Linked DNA regions of Xenopus laevis: region 2 is linked to region 1. A link is a contact called in public Hi-C data. All regions are on one chromosome and are shown on one strand. Each heading gives the region's core, a stretch centred on a gene start, on an enhancer-like site or on the middle of the called end of the contact. The rest is flanking DNA. Distances are from core to core; before and after follow the strand shown. Region 1 overlaps ssbp3.S (single-stranded DNA-binding protein 3). Region 2 has its middle 7.0 kb from the start of LOC121393315.

Region 1 (3,650 bases), core at 568-3,067:
ACACACGCAGCCAAAGGCTTGAACAGTTATAACAACACAATGCTGCTAAAATATTATTGCTAAAAATATGTTTGCTAACCAAACCCCCAACTGGTTTCTATTTTGTGGAATTCTTCCATTAAGTCCTCTTTTAGCCAGACCTCCCGATAAGACTATCTATTCAGAAACAATACCCATGGTTCCCACGTTTTCCAATATCTTTTACTTTTATTATGAAGTATATGGGTTATTTCTTCCATCTTCCTAGTTTCTTCAACTACCTGCTGCCACTCCATAAACCTTGGAGGAGCCGAACCTTTCCAATGTCTTACTGACCTAGCTGCATTCAGTAAGTGCAAGGTAAGTGGATCCCGCAATATTTCATTTTTGTCACTACCTAGGCTTAGCAGGATTAATGGAGCATCCACCACGCTAACATTTATAGATGTTACTTCTGTTATTACTTTCAAAATCTTTCCCCAATAATCTTTCATTTGTACCATATATGGACACGAGTCCCCTTATCTTTGCCACATCAACAAATATCTGAATTTTCTGGAAACATCCTTTTCATCTTAACTGGGGTAAGATGTCATCTTGTTACGAATTTATAATTCATTTCCCTCACTCTTGCCACTCTAGATGATTTATGAACTGAGGCCTGAATCTTATTCCACATTGAAGGGGAAATGTTGATGTTTAAATCCTTTTCCCACTCCCTGAGCGCTGTATCTTCCTCTAAAGAGATAGTTGATAATTTATATATAGTGGAAATTGCTTTATCAAGGATGTCTTTGCTCTCCAGTATAGCTTCCCATTTAGTTGGCTCTCCATTCCATTCTGCATCTTTAATTTGAAAATTGTCTTTTAGGGTAAAAATGAGATTGCAAATTAATTTGTTTCTGCAGATGTGAGAGCCAGTGAAGCTTGGGCACCATGACATTACTACTGGGTAATGTATGGCTTTTCTAAAAAGCGACCAAGCTCCCTTGTGTAAGGGATTGGATTAGTCTGCTAAATCAGTCACATTTCATGGTGCTAAATACTGTTTCCATCAAGAATCGGTTTCTTTTGATTTCGTACATCTTAGCCCAGTGTCCTGAATTAACTTTTTCAGAATTTGTCATATTCTGACACAATTTGCAAATGTCTTTCACATTTTTTCCTCTTCTACTGCTGTGACAGTAGTAGATTTACATTTAATTTCAATCTGCTTTGTTTATATGACAAATTTAAACTCCTTGTGAACAGGACTTTAAACACTTTATATTTTCCAACCTGCATGGGGTGATGTGCATTGTGTATATTTTCAGTTAATTTATCCATTACAATGTGCATATAATGGATAAAAGTAACCTCAAATGAAAAATAGCCAAAACAGTTACTTGGACAAACCTTGAGCAGCAATGTTGAATGCCTCAAATCTATGATTTCAGAAATGTACGTTTGTGATATAACAATTAATGATATAGAAAAGAGAGCATGGAGCCATAGCAAATTATACTGAATATTTCTCGATTGGGAAAAGAAAAAAATAAGCTTCCCTCTCCAGAAAAAGGAAGGATCTACGATGTCCCCTTTTAAAGTTATTTCATGGGCTGCTCAAATGGCACAATGCCAGTCACAAGTGTAAACCTAACAGAAGGATTTTTTTGAAGCAGTCAGATATGGGTGACATGAGGACATAAACCGGGTGTAACAAAGCAATTCCACCTGATCACAACCATCTTGTTTCATTTTCCCCAGAAAACCCTTGTGCGCTGGGGATAGTGCATGCATGTTTGTAAAGCTGTAACATTTACTATACAGTGAATGCGCTGCCCCAGGATTGTGCAATGGATCCTTGGGAAAAATAAAACCAGCACAGTCAATTAAAGGGCATGTGTCTGTGGCCAGCTAGCCATTGTAACAATGACTGCATAGACAAGGCTAAGGCTAATTCCAAACGGGGGCCTGCGGAAATGCACAGGGCGGAATCAGCACCAAAGCTAGCATGATCTTTCTTCTTTGCCTGCACCTGAAACTGCTGTATTGGTCGGGACACACATTGGTTGCAGAAGGTTGGCGAGGATGCAAACAAACAAAAATTATAATCAGTGCCCCTTCATGTATAATATGTGGGTATTTTTCATAGCAACCCTAAATAGAACATTGACCTATTCTACATACATCAAGTGATGTTTACTAAAGGCAAACAAACAAGGCAGGTGTGAAGTGACGACATGAATCGGTTAACAGCCCTTCCCATCTGCCTTTGTTATGACATCCTCTATTGTGATGGCCTGCAGGGAGAGTCCAGAGTGAGAGGCATCTGTTCCATTCAACAGTCTCTATGCCCTGAGAGCCATCAGTCAGGGATGGCTGGGCACTGAACTCTGCAAGAATTTCACAAGAGAAATCTTACAATTCTACTTGGGCCCGTCCTCACTATACCTGGCCCTCTAAGATTCCAAAGCTATGCATGATCATTCATATGTGACAATTCAGCTGCAGCAAAAAGCTCCCTGAAGTTGTATACAAGATATAGTCGGTGGGCTGATCTGAGCCATCGTATTAATCTCAACATTGTAAAGCAATAGTTCGTAGAGAGGAAATAATCTTAATTTTTTTTTTTATAAATAAGTGGTCTGTACCATTTACAATTTCTCCTGTGGATAAACACAGGCCGAGAATCAGTTGATCCACTGGCCTATTTTAGCTCCTGTGTCTGCAACAAAAGGCACTGCATTAGGCTGGGTGAAGACAAATGGAGCAGAGTTTAGTGTGAAAATGCATATTCCTGTGTTTCCATGCCAAAATCTTCTGTGTCTGTACCCAGGCAGACACAGGAGTCATCATAGGCCAGAGGATCGGCTGATTCTAGGCCTATGTTTAAACGCAGGCTGAAAAACTGCTCGCACGTGAATGTAGCCTTACGACAATCACTATTCTGGGCAGTATGGGCATGTTCACAGGAGTAAACAGCCATACACAAGCCTAACATTTCCATAAACTAGGCAAGATGTTTCAGTGGTAAAGATTGCGGTCATTGGCACTGGAACAATGAAAATCGGTTCTCTGGAGTCATGATTTGACCAACAAATGGTCTGATGAGTCTGGGTTTGGAAAATGCTAAGAGTAATCTTGGTAAGTATAGGGTTAACAGACTGTACAAGGGCACAGAAAGTTAATACGTAGTTAGGATCACAGACATAGAAAGAAAGCTGCAGGTCGAAAATTGTGATATTAGCAGTCTAAAACTGCTAATACCTCAAATTAGTAAAGGGATAAGATAAACATAAAATAATTTTAAAGGAGAATTAAAGCCTATCTAAAGAAGTAGGCTACAAATGTTGTACATTATGTTTTGAGCTTCTGTACAAGCCTAAAGTAACCACAGCTCTTTAGCAGTAAAGATCTGTTCCTCCAAAGATGCCCCAGTAGTTCCCAATCTTCTTTTCTGCTGATTCAAAGCACATGCTCTGTGCTGCTGTCATTAACTGAGCTTAGGGACTGACTCACAATATAGAGTTCAAAGAATATAAATGTCACAATATAAGGATGATTAGTATTTAATACATACAATTACTACATGGCAGCACAGAAATCAGTGCACCTAGCATCAGAATTTAATAATCAGCACTGTAGCATCAGCAATATAACAGACAAACCTAATTTTCTGCTTGATAATT
Region 2 (3,650 bases), core at 615-3,114, 49 kb after region 1:
ACACGGCCGTCATGTCGGATGCAATGGAAATGAGGTAAGTAATTCTATTGTCGGATTGTGTCACAGCGTTGATGATTTGTCGCATCCGACGTGATGCCTGCGTTTTTGCGCAGCGCGTCATATTGCGCCAGAATCATCTTTGGAGTCCTGCCCTTAGGGGCAGATTTATCAAGGTTCCAATTTCGAGTACATGGGAGTTATTTAATTTGAGATTGTCAAGGGCCAGTGTATGATAAATCGCGAAAATCGAATTTTTAAAAAAAACTTAAATCGAATTTGAATTTGAACAATTCCCTAGTCTAATTTCACAGTTTTGGTCATAAAAAAACTCGAAAATTCGAATTTTCACTTCTACCCTTGATAAATCTGCCCCTAAGATGCCACCTGCATTAAAACATGAACAGTGCAATGGGAGGGGGCTAACCTAAGGGCCCATAGGCTTGCTGCTCATAAGGGTGGTGGCACGTGGCTACTCGGGGAGATTAGTCGCCCAGCGACAAATTGCCTCTTCTTCAGGCACCTAATCTCTCCGCCGGCTAGAATGTGAATCGCCGGCGGGACGGCACTCGGATCGCTTGGTTTTTCTGTCACCCGAAGTTGCCTCAAGAGGCAACTTCGGAAAGTCGAAGCGATCCGGCGGAAAAGGCATTTAGGGTCCCCCGAGACGATTTGTTGCTGGGCGACTAATCTCCCTGAGTAGCCACGTGTGCCACCACCCTAAAAGGGGTATACTTACCCTTTAAAAAATAGATGCTGCCATAGCACAGTAGCTTCACTTATGTACAAATTTACTGCTAGTGAATCTGTTCACAATATATAGCTCAATTTTTTTTTCTATTTATTAATTACATGCTTTACTGTGGCCAGCTGACATAAACAAAACTTCTACTTTTCTACAGCTCTTTATTCTCTATAGATATAAAGGCGCTGTAAGACTGTAAACTACCCACTACTACTGCTTTGTATTGTACAGTCACCCAGCAGCACCCAAGGAACATAGGTGACCAGAAGCTCACTGACTTTCACTGTGACGCCAGCTGCTACTTTATCATCCACTTCCAGCAGGTTTCAGCGACTCCTCAGCTCCAGCCTACAAAGGGGAGCTTGAAACTGCTGGAGCTTCGTGCCTATTGGTGGAGGGGTCTGAGTGACGCTTTGAGCTCCCCCATTATCAGGAAGGAGACATAGATCAGGCTCCCAGGAGGGGAGGACTCTACCCCTCCTGCTGCTTGTAACATTATATGACTTGTATGTCTCTCCCGCCTACTCCCCCTCACCTCCAGTGTATACTCCACGTGTAGCCCTAACAACACTTCCTGCTGTGAACCTCCTCTATTGTGTGGCCAGAACGTGTTATTCTTGGGTTAGCGAGCAGTCACCTCGGTGTAACATTGGGTTTTGCGCTCACAAAGTAAAACCCATGAGTAGTAGAGACTTGCACCTATTAGACGTAGTTAAGGGTGCTGCTGTTTATTGTTTATGTTAATAAAACAAGCTTTCCAGATTTAAATGTCTCAAGTTTAGGCCATACAGAAATAAGTAATTTTAAATTGCACAGCTTAATTTAATTAATTAATTTAAGATAAAAAAAATTCCACATAAAACACGCAAAAAGTATCTTTTTTTTAAAATATGTTTTGCCAAGGGAAATATTCACTCTCATTTTTTGTGTCAGAGAAAGTAGAATCAGCTGAAGTGAATGCCTAGAGCAGCAGCTTGCCTAGGTTTCAATAGGCCAGTTTGGTTTTAGCCAGTTAATCCCCAGTTCTCTAAACACTACTTTGAATTCTTGGGTACTGAAACCAAACCGGTGACAGAAAGCAGGAGCAAGTGAAGACTGCCTATGGGTGGTTCTATTTGCATTTGCTGCTATTTTCAGAGTGTCCCTGAGCATGGCAAGGAAAGTGTTAATTGATCTCATTATGAGTGTGTAGAGTCTTTACCTACAGAAGCGGAGACAAAAGTTAAACTGGGCTTGAGCCATCTTTTAAAGTATTTATCCTTCGTATTTGCTGTGAACATGTAGACTCACAAGGCTGAGAGAGGTCAAGTAACACTTTTGTTGCCACACCAAGCAAAAAAAGCGCAGAGTTAAAACAGGCCTGAGTGTTTTGTAGTGTTTAAAGCGCCCTTACAAAGATTTAGCTTATTACAAGCTAATCAGTTGTTTGGAAGATCTGTCAGGTTTGATCACTTAGATTTATTGAACAATGAAATATTGCTCCTCTGCTGATTTTTTTCTTGCTCACTGATGATGTCAAACAGCAGGGGAGTTACTATAGACACGGCAGATCAAATGACTGGTGGGTGGGAGTGTGGTCACCGACAGATTCATGATAAAAGGTCTAATTTCTGAAGTTCAGGGGGGTCCATGTGTGAAGAGTAATGACATTTTAGGGAGGCTTAAGCTGGCCATTGACGCAAAGTTCCAATCGTATGAATCCTCGATTGGTTCGATTTTCGGACCGTGTGTGGAGTGTCCTGACATGATCGGACAGGTTAGAAGATTTTTGTTGGCTGCCGATAATATATCTGCATAGATTGCTGATCTGTCGATTTTCAGTGGGAGACCAGCTTTGTCGGACATAAACTTTCATACGATTGCTGTCAGGGGCAGAACATTGGCTGATCTGTTCTTTTACTACTTTATTTAAACTGAAGGTTAGTGGCAGGTCAGGAGATGGGGACCAATCGTTCGTCCGATATTGCAGGTTAATCTGCACATCTATGGCCACCTTTAGCCTCCCCAAGTATAGACCAACTGACAGTTATATCTATTTGTAAACATCCCATTCACAAATTTCACCCACTTCTTTGGGGGGGGGGGTTACAATTACTTTCCTGTGGGCCCATGTATCTTTTAGTGTTTCATTGCCCTTCGATGTGGTCCCTACATACACATAACCAGGTATCTAATGGATAAAAAAACTACAACTAGTCTGACTTAATTGTGCCTCTTATTCCTATTGTGCCTATTCATTATTTGTACTAAACCCCCTGAGAAAAGTGACAACCATAGCTGAAAGGGGAAATGACCAGGCTGTTTTATTTTAGAGTTGATGGTCCTGCTCATTACTCTTTTCAAAATGTCATTTTAGAGAACTAGGTTAAGGTGTGGCTAATATCATGTGCAGAAACCTGTAGATTGTTGCACAGATAAACAATATTAATCTCAATATAAGGGCAGTTTTATGTTACATTGCTGTGGGAGTATTAAGGGCAAGAATGTGTTAATAACTAGTAGTTTCTAGTTTCATAAGACTTGTCTGCTAGCTTATAAGGTTAAAATCTATAAGTCCAAATCTGGGACAAATGCCAGACGCGAGCTAAACCTTCAGGGAGACAAACCATACAAATCAGGGCATTCAGCACGTAATGGCTGAAAGCTAACACAAGGCATGCCATCCCTGTTATTTTGTCTGGTGGAGGTTTGGTTATTTGGGGTATATTCCTTTTTGTTTATAAGTATGTCTAAATACTGGCATAGTATTAACAGAAATTTATCAAAAGAAAATAAAATGAAGGCATAATGACTCAGCAGAACCCTTGAGAGACCCTGCAACCAGAACATAGACTAATACAAGACTAAATCACCAATTTATTATTTCATATGTCACAGTTCTGGACTACTTTTCATTTTGATATTTAAA

The links. Hi-C and Micro-C count contacts between places; a contact is called where the count stands out from the background.
Region 2: a Hi-C map of the XTC cell line shows a contact between it and region 1, with 2.8 times the contacts expected there. The contact joins two enhancer-like sites. A contact is called at or near these places in 2 of 4 Hi-C or Micro-C datasets (the XL177 cell line and the XTC cell line).

What each region holds. Positions count from the first base shown.
Region 1 is chr4S:77,353,409-77,357,058 of Xenopus_laevis_v10.1, forward strand. The region is part of intron 4 of ssbp3.S (single-stranded DNA-binding protein 3); the gene reads right to left. Among protein-coding and RNA genes, the nearest start is that of ssbp3.S, 18 kb to the right of the region's middle. Within about 2 kb of position 1,818, at least 1 of the 7 cell types and tissues checked has an H3K27ac peak or open chromatin away from gene starts, as enhancers often do.
Region 2 is chr4S:77,402,222-77,405,871 of Xenopus_laevis_v10.1, forward strand. No RefSeq gene overlaps it. Among protein-coding and RNA genes, the nearest start is that of LOC121393315, 7.0 kb to the right of the region's middle. Within about 2 kb of position 1,865, at least 5 of the 7 cell types and tissues checked have an H3K27ac peak or open chromatin away from gene starts, as enhancers often do.